2 separate regions of the Sus scrofa genome follow, and region 2 is linked to region 1. A link is a contact called in public Hi-C data. All regions are on one chromosome and are shown on one strand. The core of a region is the stretch at or near the end of the contact, and the rest is flanking DNA. Distances in the headings are between cores, read along the strand shown.

Evidence for each region. A called contact is a pair of places that touch in the nucleus more often than the background predicts.
Region 2: a Hi-C map of liver shows a contact between it and region 1, with 2.4 times the contacts expected there. The contact joins the promoter of DAXX here to the promoter of B3GALT4 in region 1. A contact is called at or near these places in 1 of 5 promoter capture datasets (liver), 10 of 47 Hi-C or Micro-C datasets (blood, fetal liver, heart right ventricle and 3 more) and 2 of 2 datasets of contacts at active chromatin or transcription factors (alveolar macrophages and skeletal muscle).

The regions. Positions count from the first base shown.
Region 1 is chr7:29,640,925-29,646,660 of Sscrofa11.1, reverse strand. B3GALT4 (beta-1,3-galactosyltransferase 4) reads right to left here and starts at 3,612. Exons shown (of 2, transcript XM_001927568.5): 1 at 3,285-3,612; 2 at 1,814-3,177. The coding sequence starts at 3,154. The coding sequence ends at 2,021. RPS18 (ribosomal protein S18) reads right to left here. Exons shown (of 6, transcript NM_213940.1): 3 at 4,335-4,421; 4 at 4,159-4,260; 5 at 3,986-4,077; 6 at 3,749-3,864. The coding sequence ends at 3,789. It overlaps WDR46 (WD repeat-containing protein 46), which reads left to right. Exons shown (of 15, transcript XM_005665882.3): 11 at 202-515; 12 at 607-701; 13 at 800-895; 14 at 1,037-1,150; 15 at 1,256-1,533. The coding sequence ends at 1,357.
Region 2 is chr7:29,677,052-29,682,781 of Sscrofa11.1, reverse strand. It overlaps DAXX (death domain-associated protein 6), which reads left to right and starts at 1,637. Exons shown (of 8, transcript XM_021098591.1): 1 at 1,637-1,769; 2 at 2,639-2,924; 3 at 3,065-3,896; 4 at 4,017-4,231; 5 at 4,391-4,577; 6 at 4,766-5,240; 7 at 5,397-5,619; 8 at 5,716-5,730. The coding sequence starts at 2,691.

The DNA.
Region 1 (5,736 bases), core at 2,363-4,862:
GATTTCCTTTCTCAGCTTCGGTTTCCTCAGTGAAATAGTTCCACTGTGTGCTGCCTGGCTGTGAGGAGGCCTGTGGTGCATGGGGTGTGACGGTGGTGGCTACTGTCACCATTGGTCCTCAACAGAGGGCTCGATGCCTGGACTTGGCCATGCGCTTGCCCAGAAAGCTTCTGCAACCCATCAATTGCTCTCCTCCCCCAGGCACATGGCTACCTCTGGCCTGGACCACCAGCTGAAGATCTTTGACTTGCGGGGAACGTTCCAGCCCCTGAGTGCACGGACCCTGCCCCAGGGGGCGGGGCATCTGGCCTTCTCCCAGCGTGGGCTGCTGGCTGCAGGACTGGGCGATGTGGTCAACGTGTGGGCAGGGCCGGGTGGGGCTGGTGCCCCCTGCCTGGAGCGGCCCTACCTCACCCACCGGCTCACTGGCCACGTGCACGGCCTGCAGTTCTGCCCCTTTGAGGATGTGCTCGGGGTGGGACACAGCGGGGGCGTCACCAGCATGCTGGCCCCTGGTAAGTGGCAGGGGCGGGCGTGCAGGGGGGTGAACGCTGGGCAGAACAGGAGCTGGTCAGTTATGGCTTCTCCCTCCCTCCTTCCCTCCAGGGGCTGCTGAGCCCAACTTTGATGGGCTGGAGAGTAATCCTTACCGGAGCCGCAAGCAGCGCCAGGAGTGGGAGGTGAAGGCCCTGCTGGAGAAGGTGAGGACTGTGCTCTGGGTGGGGGTCTGCAGTGTGGGGCTCAGCAGCCTCCCAGATTCCCACCTCCTCACCCTTTGCTGTCCCTCTGACACGTCCAGGTGCCAGCAGAGCTCATCTGCCTGGACCCCCGAGCCCTCGCAGAGGTAGATGTGGTCTCCTTGGAGCAGGAGAAGAAGGAACGGATCGAGAGGCTGGTATGGAGCAGGGCCTGGGCCTTCCTCACACCCACCTCCTGTCCCCACTGCGTCCCCACCAGTATAGCTCTGAGGGCAGGTGCTGCCATGGTCCCCTGCTTTGGAGCCTGTTACAGGTTTCACTCCTGTCCCCTCCCTCAGGGCTATGATCCCGAGGCCAAGGCTCCCTTCCAGCCAAAGCCAAAGCAGAAGGGCCGCAGCTCCACAGCAAGTCTAGTGAAGAGGAAGAAGAAGGTCATGGATGAAGAACACAGGGTAAACGAGCACTGGGTCACGGTGGCATCCTGCAGGCCAGGCCCTCCCTCTGTGGGTTTGGCTTCCGGCCCACCCCTTGCACCTCGCCCCTTTCTCCTTCCCCAGGACAAAGTCCGGCAGAGCCTTAAACAGCAGCAGCAGCAGAAGCAAGAGAAGGCCAAGCCCACAGGGGCCCGGCCATCTGCCCTGGACCGATTTGTGCGCTGAGCCCCGCTCCAAGGTGGCCTGAGAACAATGTTCTCCCACCAGTGGGGAATGACCTGTTCCCTGGAACGCGCAGAGAGCATTGAGCCCTTCCCCATTGGGCCGGGGGTTGGAGGGGTGAGGGGGGTGGCCAGCTGGCTCTGGGTGGATGGGTATTAAAGAGGAAGGAGGGTTTTGCATCTTGTGTCTGGATCATCCTGTGGACCCATTCCCCCCGTGCTGGCATGGGCTACTCTCGGATCAGGGCTGGGGGGTGGGGGTGGGGTCTTGCTGGCTTCCTCTGCACCCGCCCCACGTTTTGCCACCTCTGTGGCCTTAGTCTGCTCCTTAGGGCTGTCCTCTATGAAGAGGCTGACTTCCCTTTCTCCCATCCCGAGGTGTCCTTCCCATCCAGTGGGGACTGGCGACTTCTGGGCTCCCCAGGTGTGTGTTCTGGGACTCCTGGTGAGGACCACATTGTACTTGGAGAGGAAGAGAGACAAGTTTATTGAGGGGCTCGTACCTGGCTCCTGCTTTGTTTAGAGAGAACAACCCAATCTGCCCTGTCTCCTGTATCTCTGCCTTCAGTGACCAAGCATCTGGTATGGGAGAGACTGACCAGCTGCAGCCGCCAGGGAGGGAAAAGGTGGGGAGGGGGCTGCTGACAGGACCCTGTGCCCCTGGCACTCAGCTGTGAAGCCAGGCTATGACCCGACACCGGAGGATGCCCAGCACTCCCTGCAGCCAGGAGCAGAAGGGTACAGTTCTTCGGCCATCAGAGCCACCCACCAGCTCCCAGGCCTCCTGCATCTCCCTGGGGTCCAACCTATGGGAGGTCAGCAGGAACCTCCCGTAGCAGCACCGGTCCAGGGGGTAGTGGGTGGCGCCAGCCAGCCTGACACAGTGGGTGGGGGTGAGGCCTCCTCGTCGGGCACTTACCCCCACAAAGACATCCTCCAGTGGCAGAGGGGGTGCTCTGCTGGCCACTTTCAGGATGAGCTCCACAGCAGATGCTGACAGCAGGTATCCCGTTCCTGAGGCGTAAGGGGGGAAGGGGCCCCAGGCGGGAGGCCACTGCTCCTCTGCTATCTGGTGCCTGCCTCCTGGCGTCCTAGAAGGGTGCACCCGCCAGTGCACCCGGCCCAAGTACAAGAGAGGCACCGGCTGGCTCCCCGAGGTGGGGCTTCCTTCCCCACCCTCCTCATCACCAACCTTAGCCTTTCTCTGGGGCTCCTGCTCCCATTGCTCCCAATGGCCCCCTCGCCGGACCAGCTCTGATACCAGCTCTGGGACATTGACAAACACGTCGTCGTCAGTCTTGAGAATGTAGCGGGCCATGGGGCAGTGTTTGTCAGCCCAGTTCAGCCCGCTGAGGGTCTTGAGGGTGAGATTGCGATAGGAGTCCTGGAAGGCCGCCTGCACGATATCCCCATGGGCAGCTGACTCCCTGGCCAGGTCGTTCTCTCTGGAGCCTCCGCTAGGCTCTCCCAGCAGAAAGAGAGTCTGCACCCTGAGCCCCCGGGCCTCGCGCAGCCGGCCCCACGAGGCCCGAATGGCATTCCTCTGGTTCAGGTTGTCCGGGGCTGTGCAAACCAGGATTAGCAGGAACGGAGGAACGCCGGGCCCGCCACACGCCTCCTCGTTGGGGATCAAGAGGCGAGGCAAGGCCAGGGGCGGCCCAGGAGAGGCCGGGGCTGGGAGCAGGGAGGCCAGCGAGAGACTCAGCAGCTCCTCCCCGAGGCCTGAGGGTCCAAATAGAGTCCAGATAATCACCAACAGCAGGGCGGCGAGGAGCAGGCGCCGGGAGAGGCTTAGGCGCATGGTGGGCGACGGTCGTTGGTGAGCTGGAGGGGAAGAAGGGAGGTTGGTCAGGTCGGCTCCGGGACACTAGCCTGCCGAACCCGCCACGACCCGCACGAGGTGAGCTGGGAGCTCGGCGCCGGCAAGTTACCTGGTCAGCCCCGGCCCCGCCCCTCGCTGGGTGGGCGGGGCCTGCAGGTCCCGGCGTCCGGGGTGAAGCTCTCGCCCCCTCGGAAGGCAGAACCTGAACGGAGGGCGCGGCGTTCTCGCCGAGACGCGGCAGGAGTGGGTTCGGGGCCGCGGGACGATCCGCAGCGACCTCCTCCCAAACACGGAACTACTCTTCCGGGTCACCGAAAGCAACATTCCCGCCTCCCGACTTCCGGTCCCGACGGCTTGGGCGGTAAAGATCCGCAGCCGCTCGCTTTGTCCGGGCTGGCCTGGCCTGGCCGCCTACACAGCATGCCAGCCCCAGCCCCGTAAGGGTTCCCCTCAAGGCCAGCAGCTCGTGATCCTCCTCCCTCCCAACTCAGGGTGGGGCACTGAATATCATAGTTTAAATCTGGACCATCAGCTAAGGGAGAAAATGACCAAAAGAACCAGAAAGCAAGCCATAACTGTATAAACTATTTATTAACAGGCAGCACCGACACATTTATTTCTTCTTGGACACACCCACGGTGCGGCCACGGCGGCCTGTGGTCTTGGTGTGCTGGCCTCGGACACGCAGTCTGCAAGTGGGAAAAGAGAGGAGTCACACACCACACAAAGCAAAGGTCTGGGGAAAGATGGAACGTGAGAATTCTGTGGGGGTCCAGGGGGAGGCAGAGATGACACCCCCGCCCCACTCACCCCCAGAAGTGGCGCAGCCCTCTGTGGGCCCGAATCTTCTTCAGTCGCTCCAAGTCTTCACGGAGTTTGTTATCCAGACCGTTGGCCAGGACCTGCAGAGGTGGCGGCGAGGGTCACTTGCTCTACCTGTTCCCCTGGGCTCCACCTGCACACCCGCCCATCCCAATACACACCTGGCTGTACTTCCCATCCTTCACATCCTTCTGTCTATTTAAGAACCAGTCTGGAATCTTGTATTGGCGAGGATTCTGCATAATGGTGATTACACGTTCCACCTGGCAGGCAAAGACTCAGGTCAGGTCCAGGTGGTCCCCCTCAGGGCCAACCCACAGCCCCCTCTCATCCTCACCTCATCCTCTGTGAGCTCTCCTGCCCTCTTGGTGAGGTCGATGTCTGCTTTCCTCAACACCACATGAGCATATCTCCGTCCTACACCCTGAGGAGAAGTTTGGGAGCTGGATGAGTGATTTTCTTGGTTTCCATCATAGACCCAAGATTCGAAAAACAAAGGTAGAGCCAGTGCTTGCACACATTCCTAGACAGGAAGTCTTAACTGTTAAAGGAGAAAAAGCTTTGGGGAGGGTTGGACCATGAATGAAGAACTCGTGGCAGATGCCCACACCCCCCAAAGCAGAATCTTTTTTTACATGTTGCCCAGCACACTGAGGAGCAGCACCTCCCAACTTCTGCACTGTGGAGGGCAAAGCTAGTGTCTCTCCAAGCTGAGGTAGCAACAAAGTACCAAGACTAAGGTATTTTGGGAGTTCCCGCTGTGGCCCACTAGTTAATTAACCCCAACTGACATTTGATCCCTGGCCTTGCCCAGTGGGTTAAGGATCTGGAGTTGCTGCAGCAGGTTTGGTGTTGGCTGGCAGCTATAGCTCCAATTTGAATCCTAGCCTGGGAAGCTCCATGTGCCATGGATGGGGCCCTAAAAAGACCAAACCATCCTAAAGTATTCTGAAATAAAAGGGTCAGTTGCTCACTTGGGCCATGGGTCATGATTCTTTGGGCAGGTCATTCCATCTCTACAATCAATATCAACTACTGCTTAAATCAGTGGCATATCACCAACACCAGTGCTCCTTGCCACCTGAACTCATGAGTCAGATTTGGATAGTGAAGGATGGTGTATTGGGTTGAGCTGTGTCCCACTAAGTGTATGTCCATCTGAAACCTCCAAAGGTGATTGTTTGGAAATAGGATCTTTGCAAATATAGTTAAAATGAGGTCAAACTGGATTAAAACCACTGTCTGTCTGGTATTCTTACAAGAGCAGACACAGAGCAAGAAGGCCATGTGATAACACCAGAGTGATGCAGCTCTAAGACAAGGTTCCAAGGATTGTTGTCAGCCACCAGAAGACAGAAGGTAAGACAGGAAAGGACTCTTAGAGCCTCCAGAGGGAGCATGGCCCCTGCTTACACCTCGATTTAAATGTTTGGCAACCAGAACGGAGATTTAAGCCAACAAGTCTGCCCTCACTCAGTGGGTTAAGGATCCTGAATTGCTGTGACTGTGGTATAGGCTGGCAGCTGCAGCTACAATTAGATCCCAAGCCTGGGAACTTCCATATGGCTTGGGTGCAGCCTTAAAAAGCACCCCCCCCACCTTACGGGTTTTTTTTGGGGGGGTGGTGGGGGTGGCGGCAGCTGGGGGTTGCTTTTTTCTGTGTCAGTCAACACTTCACCCTTCCCTGGCCAATCAATCTCCTCCTTTAACTACATGTTTTAGATTTTCAGTTTCCAAGT
Region 2 (5,730 bases), core at 388-2,887, 38 kb before region 1:
CATGGGCCGGTGGCTACAGCTGACTGGACCCTACATATGCCGCAGGAGAGGCCCTAGAAAAAAGGCAAAAAGACCGAAAAAAAAAAAAAAGGAGAAAGCTGTGTGAGCGTGACCTTGGGCCAGTCACCTGACGTTTCCTCAGGTTTTGGTTTTTTTTTTGTTTTTTTTTTTTTGCTTTTTTAGGACCGCACCCCGGACTTAAGGAGGTTCCCAGCCTAGGGGCCTAATTGGAGTTTCGGCTTCCAGCCTACACCAGAGCCATAGCAACACCAGATCCCAGTGGCATCTGCGACCTACACCACCGCTCACGGCAACGCCGGATCCTTAACCCACTGAGCGGGGCCAGGGATTGAACCTCATGGGGACTAGTGGGGTCTGTTAACCACTGAGCCACTACGGAAACTCTTCTGCTATATTTTAATAAAATTTATCTTTAAATGTGCAACAAGAAAATAAAGTGGCAAGATGCCCAACATTTGTGGAGTATGCAGGGATCCAAGAGGTGGGAAACTCAGCGACTGGACCGGTGTTAACTTTTTGGTTTCCCCAGAAGTTCACCTTTGGACCCAGCTTTGCTTCCGTGAGTCCCTCCAGCTTCCCTAAAGCTGGGCTAGGTGGGGGTCCAGGCGAGGCGGGCGTCAAAGTTGGTTTCTTCTCTTTTTGTTCTTTCATCAGCACTTCCAGAAGAAAAGACGAGACTCCGAGGCCTTTTACGAGCCTCATTTCGTCTCACAGTCCATACAGCGGCAATCTGCAGATTCTCCTCAGAGCCTCCTCCTCCTCACAACGCCCGTCCTCAGGCCCTGGAGCTTCTGGACAAAGCCCGGCCTCCCGGCCATCATCGCCTCCGCCTCGGGGACCTCCTCCAGAAAAGACGTCGTAGAACCACCTAGATTCTACCTACTTGGTTGGCCAATAGTTCTGTAGTGGAAAGCAAACCAGCAACAATAACAATAATAATAAAACACATTTGTACAGCTCGTGGTGCTCATTTGTATCCCGTGTTAGGACTTCGCAATTGGGCGAAGTAGGCACCTGTCGGTAGAAGTAGCAGCTGGACAGCGAAAAGGAGAGCGGGCCCATAGAAGGGAATGGCAGGTACAGTCGATTAAGCCAGGGAAACTGGTACCTGGCAGGTAGGAAATCGGCGCCAGAGGGCTTGTCAATAGCGCCGCGGATGGAAAAGGTTTTATTTTCCTCTCAAGAGGCTCCCCCCATTCCGTGCATCCCTGTGCAGCCTCGGAGGGCTCAATTCCTTTGCTGCTCTGTTCCGTACCCCCCCCCCCCCCCTTGGGAAGGTGGCTCTGTCCTCCCCGCACGCGACGCGCTGGCGGTTGGCCGGCTGCGGGAAGCTTCTGATTGGCCGAGTCGCAGAAGCACCGGGTGAAAAGAGCTTCACTGGCGGCGCGCCCCCACTCGGGGCGTAGCCAACGCCGTACGGGAAAATGGCGGCCCGCATGTACCTTGAGAGGCCCCGAATGGGGGATGGAGGGGCGCAAATCCGCCCCCTGCAGGTCAGGGAGAAAGGCGCCTCAGACTATGTGGGCGGCACTGGAGGTGCTCGAGGAGGCGGGCCTACTGTCACTTCCGGCCACTGGGGAGACTGGGATCCGTACGGCAACATGGCCGCACCCAGGAGCCTGTAGGCGGAAACTCCGCCGCTTCCGGTCCGGAGTAGGGCCTGCGGTGGGAGGGGGAAGGAAGGCGGAGGGAACCATGCGAGGTTCTGAGATCCGCGGCGAGTGTCGCCTCGAGAGACCGTTTCTGAGGTGGGGCCGGGCGGTGCGGGGGGCGAAGGCGGGGCGGGAATGTCGAGGTCGAGGTACTCGGGAGTCCTGGGCGTTGAGTCTGAGGGGCAGGCTGAGGTACCTTCCTTACTATCCCTGAAGGGGTGTGGGGGGGCCGGGGGCTGAACTGGGGGAGGGGGACTTGGCGGGAAGCTCCTCCGGGGGCAGGGCCGGCCTCAGGACTAGAGTGTGAGAGCAAGCAGGAGAGACCAGTGTGGGGCCCACGGTCGCTTACAGGTCACACGGAGAGAATGGGGAGGCTCGGGTTGGTGTGAGAGAGAGGGGACTGGAGCCGAGCTATCTCCGACTGCCGCCCCGGCTGGAGGAGACCCACCGGAGGGCGGGGTAGGGAGGTGGTCTTGGCAGGAGAAAGGGGAGTGGATGTGGGGAGGACCAACCCTCGCCTCGGAGAGGCTGGGAGTTGGGGTGATCCTACAGGACGGGGCGAACCTGTGGGAGAGCGGAAGGGGGACACGGGGAGGTGGTGCCAACGAGGGTGTGGTATCTGTTCCAGGGGGTGTCGAGGAAATCTGGAGTGCAGTGTGAGAGGTGGTCCGGGGTTGAGAAGAATCAACTTGCCACCTATGAGAAATAGTGGGGAAATGCAACCGAAAGACCGGATGTCGACGTGAGGGGTGGAGCTGGGGGTGGGACTTCAGGTTTTCCGAGGGTTTGGGGCTCTCGTAGTAAAGGGACAGAAAAACACGGTACTAATGGTTGCTGAAGACAGGCAGTGAGGACACTGTTGGGCATGGCTGGGTGTTTTTGAAAACCAAGAAGACAAAAATGTGTGAGATGAAGGGATGGGGCTCTGCTGGAGGGGCTCTTTCTGAGGCCCCGTCCCCTTCCAGCAGGAATCACGAAAACCCCACCACTTCCTCCCTCCGGGGGATTTGATCCCCCATGGCCACCGCTAACAGCATCATCGTGCTGGATGATGATGACGAAGATGAAGCAGCTGCTCAGCCAGGGCCCTCCCACCCACCCCCCAACCCAGCCTCACCCAGGGCAGCCCCCATTCCAGCCTCACCCAGGGCAGAAGCCCCTGGCTCCTCCCAGCCCCATGGGGCTGGAGGAGGCAGTAGTTCGGGCGGCAAGAAATGCTACAAGTTGGAGAATGAGAAGCTGTTTAAAGAGGTGAGCTTTAGGGGAGAGGATTCTTGTACTCCAGGGAGGGGGCTGGCCGACTGGCTCTCTTGTCTTGTCTTCCCCACTAACCCCACCTCGCCTTCTTTCTCTCAACCCATCCCTTGTCCCTTTCCCCGTGAACCTTCCAGTTCCTTGAACTGTGTAGGAGGCAGACAGCAGACCACCCTGAGGTGGTCCCGTTCCTCTCTAGCCGGCAGCAGCGGGCCCACTCACTGTTTTTGGCCTCGGCGGAGTTCCACAACATCCTCTCTCGGGTCCTTTCCCGGGCTCAGAGCCGGCCCGCCAAGCTCTATGTCTACATTAACGAGCTCTGCACTGTTCTCAAGGCCAACTCGGCCAAGAAGAAGATGAACCTGGCCCCTGCTGCCACCACCTCTAGTGAGCCCTCCGGGAATGACCCCCCCACAGGCCCCTCCTCGGACCCCATAAATGCTGAGACCACTGCCTCTGAGGCCCCAAGGACCCGTGGTTCCCGGCGGCAGATCCAGCGCTTGGAGCAGCTTCTTGCGCTCTATGTGGCAGAGATCCGGCGGCTGCAGGAAAAGGAGCTGGATCTCTCAGAACTGGACGACCCGGACTCCACTTACCTGCAGGAGGCCAGACTGAAGCGTAAGCTGATCCGCCTCTTTGGGCGGCTGTGTGAGCTCAAAGAATGCTCTTCTCTGACGGGCCGGGTCATAGAGCAGCGCATCCCCTACCGGGGCACCCGCTACCCGGAGGTGAACAGGCGCATCGAGCGGCTCATCAACAAGCCAGGGCCTGATACCTTCCCTGACTATGGAGACGTACTTCGGGCTGTCGAGAAGGCAGCTGCTCGGCACAGCCTTGGCCTCCCCCGACAGCAGCTCCAGCTCATGGCTCAGGATGCCTTCCGAGATGTGGGCATCAGGTTGCAGGAACGTCGCCACCTCGATCTCATCTACAACTTCGGCTGTCACCTCACAGACGACTACAGGCCAGGTAGGCCTTAGCAGGGTCTCCCCAGTCCCTTGGTGTGTTGGCCTATGCTGGAGGAAGCTCTCTGGAGTCCCTCCTTCTAGGATTCTGGGTGAGTGCTCTGACCTATGTCTTCCCATGCAGGTGTCGATCCTGCCCTGTCAGATCCTGTCCTAGCCCGGCGCCTGCGGGAGAACCGGAGCTTGGCTATGAGCCGACTGGATGAGGTCATCTCCAAATATGCAATGATGCAAGACAAGAGTGAGGAGGGCGAGAGACAGAAGAGAAGGGCTCGGCTCCCCCAGGCCACCTCTGCCCACTCTGCAGAACCCCCCAAAGCCTCCTTGGATTCTGGCGAGGTATGGAAGGGCCACACCCTTGAGAGAGACCCTGTCCTTCCCCTGCACTGGCCAGGAGGGAGTCCTTGGGACTGATGGCGGAGTGTGCAGAAGGGATGCAAGAACCAGTCCCTCAAGGGGGCAAGGGATTCCTTAGAGAAACTCCTTTGTCCCCCGAAGGGCCCTAGTGGGATGGCCTCCCAGGAGTGCTCGACCACTTCCAAGGCTGAGACAGATGATGAGGAAGATGAGGAAAGTGATGAGGAGGAGGAGGAGGACGAGGAAGAAGAGGAGGAGGATGAGGAGGAAGACGAGGAGGCCACAGATTCCGAAGAAGAGGAGGAGGATCTGGAACAGATGCAGGAAGGTCAGGGGGACGATGAAGAGGAGGAGGAGGAGGAGGAGGAGGAAGCAGGTATGTCAGGAAGACAGTCTTCTCGTGTGTCAGCTCCCTCGACTGTTGGGCACCAGCCCCATCATCTGAGATCCTTCCCATCCTCTCAGCACTTCTCTTCCCCTAGTTCTTACTCTATCCTCTCCTCTTTTCTTTTCCAGATAAGGATGGAGATAAGAGCCCCATGTCCCCACTACAGATCTCCACTGAGAAGAACATGGAGCCTGGCAAAGGGATCAGCAGGTCTTCAGGGGAGCAGCGAAGCAAAGCACTTGGGGTGTCGCCATCTTCACTGTCAGAAGAGCCCCCGGCCCCCTCCAGCATTGATGCTGAAAGCAGTGGCGAGCGTCTTGAGGAGTTGCCCCTGGAGGAGGAGAGCCCTGCGTCTCAGCTCTTTGAGCTAGAGATTGAAGCCTTGCCCCTGGATACTACCCCGTCCCCTGAGGAGAGGGATGTGTCGTCTTCCAGGAAGCCATCCGAGGAGCCCCTCACCACTGTCCTGGAGAACGGAGCAGCCATGGTCACCTCCACTTCCTTCAATGGCGGTGTCTCTCCACACACCTGGGGGGACTGCATTCCCCCCTGCAAGAAATCTCGGAGGGAGAAGCCAAGAGAAACAGGGCCATTAGGAAACAGGTAACTGCACAAGGAGGAGCAAGAGGGAAGCCAAGGAGGGCCTGCGGGGGGCTTTCTGAGGGCACTGTTGCGGAGCCCAGGCTGCTGGGAGAAGTGGACGCTGCCTCGCAGCCTCAGGCTGCCCTAAGCCTCCACACCATACGTTTCTGTCCTCAGCTGCGTGGCAAGGCCAAGGGCAGTGCGAGAGAAGGAGGGGAAGAGGACGCGGGCCCTGCCCAGCCCCCCTTCCCCCTTGGCCTCCGTGGCTCCGGTTGCTGACTCCTCGACCAGGGTGGACTCTCCCAGCCACGGCCTGGTGACCAGCTCCCTCTCTAGCCCATGTCCAGCCCGGTTGGCCCAGAACCCCCAGGCCCAGCCCTCCAGACCCAGTACCTGTAAGGTGAGAGGGGAAGCTGTCCCCCGACTCGGTTCCTGGCGCGCCCACCGCAGCCCTCCCCTCCGCCCCGGGCCGTGCTGACCGTCTCGCTCCCCGCAGATGAGTGTGGCCACG